2 separate regions of the Mus musculus genome follow, and region 1 is linked to region 2. Evidence: chromatin contacts called from public promoter capture Hi-C data. All regions are on one chromosome and are shown on one strand. The core of a region is the stretch at or near the end of the contact, and the rest is flanking DNA. Distances in the headings are between cores, read along the strand shown. Region 1 holds the start of Mtpn (myotrophin). Region 2 holds the start of Pot1a (protection of telomeres 1A).

What was found. Promoter capture Hi-C pulls out the DNA fragments that hold promoters and counts their contacts.
Region 1: a contact with region 2 is called in a promoter capture Hi-C map of pre-B cells, with 2.7 times the contacts expected there. The contact joins the promoter of Mtpn here to the promoter of Pot1a in region 2. A contact is called at or near these places in 2 of 39 promoter capture datasets (cranial neural crest and pre-B cells) and 1 of 484 Hi-C or Micro-C datasets (CD4 T cells).

Annotation. Positions count from the first base shown.
Region 1 is chr6:35,534,526-35,541,432 of GRCm38.p6, reverse strand. Mtpn (myotrophin) reads left to right here and starts at 1,545. Exons shown (of 4, transcript NM_008098.4): 1 at 1,545-1,894. The coding sequence starts at 1,823.
Region 2 is chr6:25,804,978-25,812,677 of GRCm38.p6, reverse strand. Pot1a (protection of telomeres 1A) reads left to right here and starts at 3,460. Exons shown (of 18, transcript NM_133931.5): 1 at 3,460-3,503; 2 at 6,737-6,803.

The DNA.
Region 1 (6,907 bases), core at 296-2,795, 9.7 Mb before region 2:
GGGTATATACATAAATTTGAATCATTAGGATTGTAAGATAGAATTCACCAGGTGGTTGAATTCTAAGATGTTTCAGCCAAATTCTAAGAACAAAACTGGCTTCAGAAAAACAGTTCTGTTTGCTACAAATCAAATAAAAAGTGAGTGCTTCTTAAACCACACAAATTTTTAATGATGCTACGCATGTTTGTTAGCGGTCATTTGTTGGTCAGGAAAAGCTCCTAGTTTTTAATTGCCATCACACACTTAAGTATTTTCCACCATAGAAAGTAAATGTACATAATTCACGTTGTTGAGTTGGCAAGATGGCTCAACCAGGAAAGATGCTTGTGACAAAGCCCGATGGTGACCTAAATTCAGTCACTAGGACCTACATAAGAGTACTCTCCCACAAGTTGTCCTCTGAGTTTACACGTATGCACACTCATGCCCACATCAGTGCATCTGTACACAAGCACGTACGTATGCAATTAAAAAGAAATAAACCTACTGACACCGTTGTCTCAACTACGTGTTGAAGATTTCCTTCTGAGAAAAAAAAAGTTTTATTCTTTCCTTTTTATTTCCTTCTGGTGGATGTCCCAAAGAAACTGCATGGTTGAGGAAAGGGAGAAGAAAGGCCAAGAGTGGTAGTGGGAGAGAGAGGAGAAAAGACCAAGGGAGAGAGCCCCACCCAGCCACTGATGTATGAGAATAGGAATAGAGTTTGATGCCTAAAGGTAAAACAAACCAGTAGGTCCCACACGTATGCACTCAACAGGAAGCGCTAAGTGGGTTCAGAGAGCTCAACACAAGACCCGAGCACTGCTGCAGAGATGGCTCAGAGGTTAAGAGCACTGGCTGCTCTCGCAGAGGAGCCCGGCTTGGTTCCCAGCATGGCCCATATGAAGGCTCACCGCTGTCTGTATCTCTAGCTCTCTCAGATTTTATGCTTCCTCTTGCCTCTTCGGGCACTCGCACACATTGGTTCACATAAATGTATATATTCTGTCAAAACTATCATACACGTAAATGAAAATTTGGTTTTTGGTTTTTTGTTTTTGGTTTTGTTTTAAGAAGAGAGGTCACATAAAGTTGTGAAGGAAAAGTAGTGGTGAAGTGGAGAAGGGATTCAGGAATGAATTTGTTCAAAACATACTATATGCATAGATGAAAGTCTCAATAAAAATGTTTTGAGAGTGGGTTGGTTTTTTGTTTTTCCTCTTTTACTAGTTTAAAGTGGGATAGTAAGAGAGAGAGAATCTAAACACATTATTATTATTATTATTATTATTATTATTATTATTATTATTATTAGTTATTTTTAGAATTATTAGAAAGTGAGCCCTGGAAACTAACGTTCCCCTCTGTCGTGGAACTGGAGTGTCCTACTCCCATCCAACACCTCCCCAGGTTCAGCCCCTGATTTTCCTGACCTCCAGGAACATTCTACTCAGCCTCACGGCCCCGCCCATTGGAACCACGCCTCTACTCTGCCTTGGCCGGCCAGGATAATGCGCCTGCGCAAAAGTGGCTCTCCTGAGGTAAGCAGTCGGGGCGGGGTCCCGAGCAGAGCTTTCTGGAGAGAGGAAGAGGAAGAGGAAGTGGGAGGCGGGCCCTAGCGGGGCGTGAACCGGAAGTGTAAGCGTCCTGCTTCTCCTCAGCTAGGCGGAACCTGCTCTGCTGGGCCCAACGGCTGCAGAAGAACTTTCTCCCGCCCGAACCGTAGCCGCGACCCGCAGTCTCGCCCGCTCAGCGGCCTGAGGCGCGTCGCTTTCTCGTGTCCCCTCGTCGGGCCTAATCGCCGCTCCTGCCCGGCCCGCCGGCCCACCCCGCTGCAGTCATGTGCGACAAGGAGTTCATGTGGGCCCTGAAAAACGGAGACTTGGATGAGGTGAAGGACTATGTGGCTAAGGTGAGCGGGGATGCGCGGCGCTGATGCTGCGCTGCGGCGGGGTGGGTGGTCGTGAAGCCCAGGGCGTGGGGGACACCGGGAGCTGGGCCAGCTTGGGAGACTCGTGGACGCCGCAGGGCCTGGATCTGGGTGGCTCCTCGGTGCCAGGTAACCGCTGTGTTGTTGCTAAGGCGGCTGTGGCCTGTCCCAGCCCCGCAGGTAACGGGCGCCTGGTTGTCTCCCTCGATCGGCACGGGCCGGCCCTCTAATACCCCGGGTACTGCAATCTTTGAATGAGGCATTTCTCCATCTTGGCCTCGCACCGGGTTCCTGAGAAGGAAACCCGAGCAGTTCGAATCGGGAACGATTTCCTGAACGTGCGGCCTGGTGGAGATGGGGAGGATTCAGAGGATCCGTCACCCGTGAAATGAGCTGCCCCAAAATAGCCATAGTTAAATTTCTGAAACTTGGTGTCACTTCGCTCTGAAAGTCTTTAACTTGGGTGTGGCCTTTTTCCTCTCCACCACCACCACATAATATGTGTATGTGTGTGTATCGTTTGCTTCGAGTGGTAAGGTTGCCATTTGGCATCTGGGGTGTTGGGAAATCGGAGTAGTTTTCAAAAAGCCTTTTAACTTGGGGTACTCCATTATTTCATCTGAAGTCCGCGCGCGTGTGTAGTAAATAGTACTGCAGTCTGATCACGCTATGTTTGGGATATGGTTAAGAAACCCAAATTCAAAACCATACTTGGAGGTACTTGGAAAGTTCTGACCTGGCCTGCCTTTGGGTCTTAAATTGCTCCTTTTGTAATTGTAAGGAGAACTTCTATAGTTTTATTATTATTATTATTATTATTATTATTATTTTCCGAAAGTAGAATTTTGTGACAACTGTGAACATCTTGGTCCTCTTCAAAAAGTGTGAGCCTGCGGTCAAGATTTTAAATCTTAAAAGGTGTGAGCGGTGGCATCCTGCCTCACAGGACTTGTTTTAGGAAACAGGCAGAAGCAGGTTGATTGGTTGGTTAGTTTGTTTGTTTTTAACTACAGGATTGTACAAGGATGATAGTTTTTTCTCCACTTGATGCCTTATAATTTAGACTTTTCACATGTATTTGATCTGCTTAGTTGATTGTAATGGATGTTTAAGGCAAGCTACCTTCTGACTACCTTAGCTAGTAACAAATAGAAACCTGAACTACCGTCTCTTCAATGTAGAGTTATAGAAAAATACATCAACCAGTAGTGGAACAACACACGATTGTCTCAAAGTGAGTGGCTCTTGTTTTTCCAGCCCCTGCTCAAACATAGGGGATTTAAAATACAAAACATTAATAAAGAATTTACAGTTACAAAAATAACATGCATGAAATTGTTTCTGTTGTCAATATGTTAACTTACAACTTCATGACTGAACCATTCATCCAAAGTGGAAATTGGGTGATTGTCCTGCATAGCTGAGGTTTATCAAGACTACCTTGCTTCACTCTCCAGTCTCAGCATGACTTGAAGTTAGTTGCTGCTGTTTCCTATTCCCCACCCCACCCCACCCCACCCCCTGTATTTTCTTGATTTGGTTTGCCCACCCCCATCCTGGTCATCTTCAATAGTTAGCTGAAGGGATCAGTGTTTATTTTAAGCATATTTTTTTTCTCAGTGAACTTCCTTCTCTAACTTGATGATAGATGCTTTTGACTCTATATCACTTCCAACTCTATCTTTTGGTCTACTGGGACATTGTGTTGTGTTGAACAATTCTTTTTCTTCCCTATCTGAAAGCTGTACTCCAGACCCTCACTTGTATTTCTTTAAGTAGCTTTGTCCATGTACGCTTACATTTGACCAAGTAAGCTTCACCAGTTAGCCTCCAAGCTCATGAATTCATGTTTGTCCTCTTAACCTAAATATCACCTCTTCCAAAAACAAACAAAAACCAAAACCCAAAACAAACAAGCAAACAAAAACTCCCAACACCTCACCTTGAAAGGAAGTGAAGCTTCTTATCCTGTTTCTCATTGTGATTTTGCAGAGTATCTGTTCTTCATTAGGCCCAGAGCCTCTGGACAGTAAATGCTCTGTTCTTTTAAATCTTAATATCTCCAGTATAACCCTATAACACATTAAAAGCATATGTTCTTAGTAAGAACGTCTTTCCTTACTGTGATTTTTAGCTATGATTTCAATAAACTAAACTAGTTATATAAAAGTAATTGCCGGGCATGGTGGCGCATGCCTTTAATCCCAACACTCAGGAGGCAGACAGAGGCAGCCTGGTCTACAAAGTGAGTTCTAGGACAGCCAGGGCTACACAGAAAAAAAAAAAAAAAGTAATTGCCATTCATTGGCTCTTAAGTTTTGGAGGAGTTAAGTAGTTGGACAAGGTTGCCAACTAGCCCAACTTGGATTTAAACCAAAGATTGTCAGAATCTAAAGCATATATTTAAAATAAAATAAAATAAAATAAAATGATCAGTCTGCTTTGAAGTAGTTATGTTTTGTTTTGTTTTCTATTTTCTTGGCTAAGGCTTAGAGTCAACCCATTAAGAAAATAAGAGGCTTGCTGAAAGAACTTAGTCCTAACTATGAATGAAGACAGTTTAGACATAATTAGCATAAAGACAAATAAATCTGGTAAGCCTAAATTCTCACCAAATTATCTGGTTCAGTGTGTGTCTATAAGGCCTGTGGAAATTTTTTTAAATCGTAGTCTTATTATTTATGTGTGTAATTGTGATCCTGAACAACAATCCAGAAAAAGGTAATATTGTGTCTGTCTGTTGGCTTTCAGAGAAAAACATGGGTAAATTACTGAGATTTCTGTTCATAATTGCTTTAAAAAAGAATGTTTTTAACATTTTATATATTTGACCATTGTAATATAATATACAGGTGTTGTTTAATTCTTATCAAGTCAACCCATGAGTGTAATTTTAAACATTTTATAGGTAAAGATTTTACCCAAGGTCTTGAAGCTGTCAAGTGGATGGTAGGTCTGAAATTTGAACTCACTTTCACAGGCTTTCCGAAGTCCTTGCTGTTAACCTCTTAACATACTCTTGGCCTTCATTGCTAAACACTCTCAGATAGCAAAAGGGGTATATTGCTACTGTGTATATAAAAATTAAAGATTGGGGCAAGATCATAATGGTCCCTTGACTATTTAGAGATAAGACTACCATAGCCTTTGAGGATCCAAGGTTCCTTCTTGGGACTGCTTGTGAGTTGTGTTGGTGGGTCGCCCTTAAACTCTCCAGCCGCTCTACTACGTGTACTCTCTTGTTTACGTGTACTTCTGTTTCACTGGCTGGGAAACACTATACATTAGGCCGCTAACTTCCCTTTCTCTGTGGTTTCTCTCCAACCCCATTCTAATTACATCTGCCTTGACACGTTAATAGGCTTGGAAAGCAACAGTTGTGCACCATGTGAAAGGTAGTAGGATATATCGAATCCAAGAAAGTATCAAGTTTAATCTTTAGAAATTGCAAGCTTACTGGGATCTTTTTTCACTTTTTCTTTAAAAAAAAAAAATGTAGCCATTTTTAAAATGGTCTAGATTCAGTCATCTTGCATTTATTGTTTTATGTCATTTTTGTTTACTTTTTAAAAAAATGTTTTTAAACTAGCATGTTTTGCTGATAAAACTTAATCACTTTGTTGTTCTTTTTACAGCCTGCCAGGAGCGCTGTAAGAAAGCTTATATCAGCCTATGGGAAATGGAGGTGTTATCAGTAAACTCAGAAAATTTAGTACAGTATAAGTGCTCATCTTTCTATTATAGGTTGTCTTTTTTCCTCTGATGAAATAATAACAAAGGATCTTTGAACAAAAATATACAGAAGACAAAAATTACTTTATAATCCTACTATCCTAATAATTTTAAGAAGTAAAATTAGGGGCTTAGGGAGGTGGCCTAGTGGGCAAAACACTTCTTGCCCAAGCTTGAATACTGGAGCTCATATCCCCAACACCCAGGATTCAGAGACAGGATCTCTGGGAAAAAGCTGGCTGGCTAGGTTAGCTGAATCAGCAAGTTGTGGGTTTAAATAAGAGTCTCTGCTTCAGTGAGTAAGGTGGAGAATGATCAAGTCAGACACCCATCATCAACTTCTGACCATCACACATTCCACTCATGCACATACATGCAGTAGCACCTGTGTGCATACATGTTCAGCCACAGGTATACATGCACACTGTACAACATACACACATGGACAGCTGGCAAAGTCAGATTAATTCAGACACAGATTAAAAAATGCAGCAATTGGAACTAAAAGGTGAAGACCCTCCTAGTTTCTCTGACCAAAGCTAGCCATCCTAAAGAAATTTGTCTAGTTTGTATCAGAAAAAAATTGGAAATTTATTTACTCACTCATTTCCCCCATTTAAAAGTTCTTTAGGGCTGGTGAGATGGCTCAGTGTGTAAGAGCACCCAACTGCTCTTCCAAAGGTCCAGAGTTCAAATCCCAGCAACCACGTGGTGGCTCACAACCATCTGTAACAAGATCTGACTCCCTCTTCTGGAGTGTCTGAAGACAGCTACAGTGTATTTACATATAATAAATAAATAAATCTTTAAAAAAAAAAAAAAAAGTTCTTTAAACTCTTTGCACTTGCTCTCTTAACTTATCTTAAATGATGCTTTATATTGAAATTAATTACTCTGAAATGATGTATAGTATTCCATTCTACTAGTATGATAAAAATAATAAATTATTTATGATAAGCCTTTTATTTTCAGTTTAGTTTTGCAATTAAACAGTATTATAGTGCTCATGTTTATTTTTTTTTAAAGATTTATTTATTATATGTAAGTACACTGTAGCTGTCTTCAGACACTCCAGAAGAGGGCGTCAGATCTTGTTACAGATGGTTGTGAGCCACCATGTGGTTGCTGGGATTTGAACTTCAGACCTTCGGAAGAGCAGTCGGGTGCTCTTACCCACTGAGCCATCTCACCAGCCCTCATGTTTATATTTTTAACAACTTTTGAGAATAGATCCATATTTTGAGCCTAAAGAGTTTCGTGGAT
Region 2 (7,700 bases), core at 2,211-4,710:
GTGATCATAACTTTAGTCTGTATCTAGTCGCATCAAATCACAGAAATGAAAAATATTCATAGCACACACAGAAGTCTGATTAATTACCAAAAATATAGCATCTGTGAAGCAAAAGTTCAGTGGGGATGGTGTCTTGAATCAGACACAGACAGTCATGTATGTGCATATGAGGAATTATAGGAAGTTACAACAAGCTCATGTGCCCAGCATGCTATAGCTCTACAGATCGGTATTCTCAGATGCCAAAAGGCTATGCTGGGGAAGATTGCAAGTTCCAGCACAGGCTTGGCTGAACAGTAAATTTCAGACCCAAGTTACATTTGAAGAATAAGTCTTAAAAACTATTGCTAGAACAATCATAGGTTTAAGTACAAGATGATATTGTCATGCTTTAAGGACATAACTTGATGATAGTAGATTGTAGAATAGGCATTCTGCATATAGGACATGCAAAAAATATCAAAATGTAAAAAAAATATTCCACGTATTGAATTGTTGATGACTGACTTCAATATCAATAGTCTCACAAGTCCTGAAAATCAATTTGAATCAATTACTAAGATGTAAGAAGACTACGTCTTCTAATGCCAGTTTTAAATCAATATTTTTCATCTTTCATTTATTGCTTATAGTAACTGCATTGACTCTTTATATTCATTATTATCTAATAAAACTCCCAGTCCACTTCTGATGCTCATTAAAACATTTTAATATATTCAAAAATCATGACTTGTAACAGTTAATGCATTAATTATTAAAATCAAAATAACTGTTCTAAGCTGTTTTAATTGGCAAAGGAAACCAGAAACTGATTGTTTAGGTTCTAGTTAATTCAAGGGGTCCTTTTATTATTTCAAAATGTATTATTTTATTACTTATAAATAAAAAATATTATCATTCATGTTCAAATACAAATTAATTTTTGATATGAGGAAATACAATACAGGCTCTGGAGTCAGATGCATCCCAAACTCTGCTATAAAAAGGGAGATCATGAAACAAATCAGGATTAAAAATATCTAGTTTGTAGAAAGTATTTATATCCTTGAAACATTGAGAATAACCACTATAACAAGTAACTAACTAATCATATATGTATACTTGTGGCACACATCTTCATTAGATCTTGTAGTATGTGTATATGTATGTGATAAAGAGAGGAAGAGGAAAAAAAGTTAAATAATTGAGTTGGTAAGGGATAAAGCAAAAATATTACTTTTAATCCACTTATGGCCAAAATTTAGAAAATAACTGATCCTGGGCTATGCAACCCCAGTGGATGCATCTATAGCACAACCCCCATATGGAAGTCTTAGATAACATCTGAGGAGAGAGTGGCATGATTATAAAGGCCTTCGGACCAGGAAGTCAGCTGTGAGATTTGTGTCTCCTAGAAATGACTTGGAAGCTACCCCTGTGATACATCAACAATATGGCTGTCTAAACAAGACAGGATTAATTACATTGTCAGTACAGAGACTAATGTGGAAAGGAGGAATCTCATGGAATCTTTACCCATAACAACTACAGTGACTCAGTGACTGCTTCATGTATCATCTGATAAAATCCCCATCCCAAATCTGTTGTTCATTATTGATCAGTGGGAATCTCATCTTAAACATTTCTTGATGAGGAACATCTTTTTAAGGTATATGCTCTGTGTGTGTGTGTGTGTGTGTGTGTGTGTGTGTGTGTGTATGTATGTATGTATGTACTTAAGGAATGTATGTACTTAAGGAAAAAAAAAACATGAAATTGAAGAGTGAGGAGTGGCCATAAGTGGGTGTAGTTGGATTGAAAAAAAAAGAAGCTAAATGATGTAATTGTATTTTTTATTGTAAAAAATAATTTAAATAAAGAACGAAAACTCACACAACTTGGGAAAATCCTTGGCTAATAAGATGAGTTTACAAATTTTGACAATAAAACCACAGTGCTTTTGGACTTAGTAAAAAACTTCTTGAGACTAAGTATCTCCTTTTGGCTTAGCAACACAGAGTATTCCTGTTTTAGTTAAGGAACATTTCCATGTAATCAGCTGGGGGTTTGGGAAGGATGGAAAGGCTGATGTTAAAGGTAAGAAAAGAAACATGTTTTTCCCTGGAGTATTGTTCATCCAATGAATATTTAGCTCCTAAAGCTAGCAGCCATTATATACAGTCTTGGCTGTAAAATAGAACCGTTATCCCTGCTCCTAGTAAACTTCAAATGTAGAAGAATGTGTTTAAATACTGAGAGAAAGTAATGAGGAGAACATGACCATGCACTAGGAGGATAGACGGGATTTGACTGTGGTGGAAGTGAATGTGGCACCAACTGGGTATAGGCTTTGTCTGAAGTCAGACACAGATCAGATGGGGGATTAATTCTGAAGCGAAAGCAACGCTTTGTGAAAAACACAAGTACAGCAGCTTATTTAACAGACCGGGAATTCGTAAAACAACAATTGTGCATTTCACTCAGAAAAAGGGTTGTTCTTCCTGGGAAAGGGGGACTTTGTTCACAAGCCACTTGAAATAAGCTTCAAAGTATGCTTATGTTTGTTCCTCCCACTCCCGAAGAATGTTAACCCGTTATTATAATGAAGCTATCACCAGCAATAACGGTTCTCTTGACCAGTATGTCACCAGTTTGGTTGATGGTTCTTGTTAATTTCTCTGATTCCCTGCTTGCTTATTGCCAAAGTTGCTGCCTCCAGGACCTCAGCTGGAGTTAGAAGAATCTTCCGGTTCCCTGCTCTCAACCAAAGTGCACAGGATCCAAAATCCATACAGTGGCTAAACTTAGCGGATAAATAGTATTTCACAACTGTGTGAAGTGACTAACAGTATGGATCTGGGCCTTATTATACTCCTCTAATGGGCAGTCCTTGAATTCCACTTTAGTTGTTATTCCTGGTTCACTTATATTTTATGAACACGGGGAGTGGGGAAAGAGAAGAAAGCTTTAGAAAATAATGGCAAGGTTCTTCAGTTTACCTGAAAATACCCCAGATGTCACCAAAGTGCTATAAAACAAATAACATCATCACCATCATGTATTTATAGCCTTGGAAAAGTCGTATTTGAATGTTTAACTTAGAATAAAAGCTTTAGCGTCAGGGGCTTCCAGTCGACAGAATGGAATCTGGAACCAGCCTGGTTTAGAATAGAGTTCTCACTTGCTACAGGATTTAAGACTCTTATTTTGGATTGTGTGGCTAGCCTTTAATGGCTGATCCTAAACTGGTCCGGCTCGCCCTGCAGGCTGGGGATTGTCTCCTTTGGGCAACCGGAAATCCGCGTGAGCCAAGGAGCGGAGGGGCAAGCAGCCTTGGTGGCTGAGACACAGCTTGCTGTGGCTCCGCCCTCTTCTTCCTCTTCTTGTTTACCCGGGAGTTCCCGGCCAGCCACACTGCAATTCTAGCGGAGTACGCATGCGTGAACTAAGCTGCTCGCGCCCGCGCGCGTGCATGACGTCACAGGCGCCTAGGTCCAGACTTTAGTTGTCCGCGGGTTTTGCTGGTGAGTGAATTTGGGGAGGTTTGGGTTTCGCTGCGGGCCGACCCTGGGTAAATATAACGAGGACTCTTCACTGCAAAATTTGGTGCAGATTTGCAGAAATGCTGTTACACGTACTGTTAGTGTTGACCGATCCCTATCGGGAAGAGACGTGAACAGATCCAAGTCCTCCCTCATGCTGCTGAGTGTTTTGGGGACGGTTGGTCTCTATTCGTTAAGCAGCGATGCTATTGAGTAGCCCAGGCAAGGAGTTTGAGAAGTTTCAACCTAGAGTTCACAGATTAACATCAATTGCAAGTTTCTCTTAGGATATTTACGAGTTTGAGGGAGGAGGCAACCAATGCCAGTTTTGAAATCAGGAAGCTTTTTGGTACAGTGTGCGTACACAATATTTTCATTGACAAAGGGGTTAAAGAATAAAACCCGTGCTTATCTCCCGCCCCCACGTCCAACATTTTAAGATACCAAGGTGAAGTTGGTGAAATTGTAACATCTAAAATCTTAGAAGTTTTTTAAATACAAAAGCTAAGTGGAAATCCAGCTAAGAAGGTTGTTAACTCAGAAAACATTTTCCTCCGAGAAGGAATACCCATACTTTATATTTCGTATCTTTGTAAGAGATTGGTTTTTATTTTTACAGTTACAACTGAGACTGAATATATCAGTTTACAGTTTTCCAGCAGTCACATAACGAGCATATTATTTTATGATACAATGGAAAACGTTTCTAAGGTCCAAGATAAATATATCTGACCATTATTAATTCCAATTAGTAATGTGTAGCAGTATGATATGTGAACATGAGATAGCTTTTTGGTTTCATATGTTAGATTAAGAAATTAAAACTGAGACTTTCAGTGTGACACAGTGTATTTAACCTTTTTGACAGTCGTGTATGCTGAAGAATTTGGATGCTGTTGTAAAACTGTTAATTTCATACTAGATGTTAGCAGGAGAAAGACATATAGAGGAACCTCCTCTGCCTCCTGTACAAAGAATATATAGGATATAGAAAGCTTAAAGGGAGAAAATCCAATTAGGTAAGGACAGCAATGAATGTAAGAGTTGATAAAGATTTGAATTAGTGATAGAAAGGTTAGGAAAAAATAGTCATTTAATGCTAAGTGAACAGTACAATTTAGTATTTTTTTTCTGTTGTATGGCATTTTGGTGTTGTGTGTATGTTAGTTTGTTTAATTATCACAAAGACTTGTGACATTGATGCTTTATAGCTTACCTATATAGACAAAGGTGCTGTATTTCAGAAAGGTTAAGTAATTTTCCTGAGATCAGATAGCTAATAGATGGCAGAGATGGTATTTGAATTTAGACAGCCTGTTTCAGACATGATGAGATAAAATGCAGAACAATTAGAATAGAGGGTCAGTGAGTTCAGGAAACTTAACTGTTTTAAATTCTCAACTATGCTGGGCAAGAGGAGAGGAGACACAGTCTTGTGCCCAGAGTTCAGGTTTGGATATTGGAGAGAGCTGTCTCGGGCTATCTCAATCTGTCCCTAAGTATAGATTTTGACTTACTTCTGTGTTCCAAAAAGAAGTTGAATGCTTTTTGTTTTGTTTGTTTGTTTGGTTGGTTTGGTTGGTTTGGTTGGTTGTTGTTCTCTTTGCCAGCCACAGTGGGTTTCCACCAAACTCAGAGGCTTGTCACTCAACTCCTCTATTGTTAGGCCATTGCTCTGATGAAAAATAAGGGGGAAAGAGTCACCCAAGGCACCTGCCTTTCTGCTGTGCTATTGTCTTCCCCTTGGTCTTGACTTTCTCAGGTCTGTGAAGAGCTTGTGAATGACTGATTCCCTTGGTGCTCCTAAGTGCCCTGTACAATTGCACAGCCCATTGTTGGCCTTTACAGTCCATTAAAAATGTCTGATAAGTTTTCTCACAAATGTTAGTATCTGTCATTTGCTTTGTGCTTTTAACAAGCACATACCTCTCTTCTTTCACTCAGCTCTCTGATAGTTTATTGTCCTGTGTTTCCTCTGGTGGGTCAAAGAAGGGTTTGGAACTTGTAAGTTATCCAACCATTTGTTGTTCTTCCTAGCATTTTACCTGAGTAGAAACTTTACATCTTTATTTCTGAATCATTATACATTAAGTAACCATGTTTTCATAGTTTATACCCATAGTTTTATGATGACTCTTGTATGAATAAAGTTGTTATATTTCTGTCTCATCAGAAAGTTGGAACTTTCTTAGTTATGATTAAGTTTGGAATATTAATGTGAGAGGGAGGTATTATAGGGTCTACTTTTAAATGTTTTTTCAATAAATAAAATAGATATTCTTGTGGATGTTTACAAAGAATCATTAAAATTAAGAGCCAAAAGAAATTTGAAAACTCGTGATGAAATACTTTATTTTGTGTGTATTTTTGAGTAAATGATGTTTTTAAGTTGACAGAATAGTTAGTTACTGAACTAGAACAAAACTGAAATTGCACTTGTGTTTTATGTATTAATTTGGCCAGACTGTCCAGTATCCTAGTTTATGAGCATATCATTTCATGCTTGTAAGCTTTTTTCTTTATTAAATTATCATTTAAACTTTCTAAAACCAAGCTTTGTTTGTTGTTGTTGTTGTTGTTATGAAGAGATAATATAGGATAAGACAAAGCTTTAGAAAGTTGATTTACTTCATCATTCTCAGTATCTAAATTAAAAGGTATGTTTAAAAATTGAATTATAAGTGATATTTATTTTTAGGTCCTCTGATTTTTGTCAAGTAAATTTTAAATTTTATATGACAACAGTATATTGACTTCCGGAAGGAATGATCTAAATGAGCAATAAGAAAGATTCTCTGATGATTAATAAAGCTTCTTTAGGACTAGCATAGCATTACAACATGGAAAGCACACCGTGGGGAACTGTGAGTGTATAGCAAGGCCTAGGCAGCACAAGGTTTGAAAGGCAAATGAGCATCTTACTGAAGAGACTGTGAGCAATAACCCTTGGTCAGAGACATCGGTAACAAAAGTTACATCACCCTAGGGGTGTGTGTGTGTGTGTGTGTGTGTGTGTGTGTGGTAAGCAGAGACATTTCTGATAGTAATTCTCAGTCAGATGTGGGAACACATATCTTTTTGTGTTTTGCTACTGTTACTACAACTCCATAAATTCAGTGCTTTAAAATCTATGGTAATATTACATATATATTACACATATATATGTATAATTAAAAAATGGTCTTCTTTGCTAACTATTTTTCTTTTCTATTCAGGGAAAACTCAGTTGCTCCTTAATGCTTTGTGGAAGTCAAGCAGCTGTTTTGAAGATTATACTTTAAGGTGTGTAATGAAAGCATGCTTCATTTGTGCTTACCCTTTTGCTCATACTCTAGAAATAGGTATCTTTATCTATTTACATTTCACATGGGGCTGGGGACATACGTGCGCGCACACACACACACACACGCAGACACACACACAGATACACACACACACAGACACACACAGACACACACAGACACACACACACAGTCACACACACATATTCACACACACACAGTCACACACACACACACACACACACACACGCAGACACACACACAGACACACACACACACACACACACACTCAGTGATTCTTTACTAGGTAATGTGTTTAGAACAATGTAGACAGCCAATATCTCTCTAAGGAAATGCTATTTCCCCCTTTGCCAGCGATTTGCTGTAGTTTCTCCTCCTTCCTCTCATTCCTTCACCATTATCTGAGATCCCTTTACTCCTGCCATCAGACTATTGCAATGTCTGTTTGCTCTGTTTATATTTTTCACTAGCATGCATGACCTAATTGTTTTAGTAGCCTTTAAATTTTGCCTTCAGCATACTACTTTTTATATTATTGGCCTTCTATATAGGGAGAATTTGTTTCCTTAGTAATGTTCAAGTAAACTTGGCAAGCTAGGAAATTGTACCTTAGCCATTTAGATACTACCAGTTAGTCCTAAAGCCTGTAAATTGTTTGTATAGTCTGGGGCAGTGAATGGGAGCCAGACTATGAACTGCAAGTATTAATACCAGCACTGGGATAGACACTGTTGTTAGTTCTGGGAATACTGTAGTGACCAAATTTAACCTTTGCTTTCTAGAGTTTGCATCCTAGAGGGGGGAAGAAGTGCAATGAGTAGTTATAAAATTTGTAATACCAAATACAAATATGATCTTGTTAAAAGACAAATTAAAT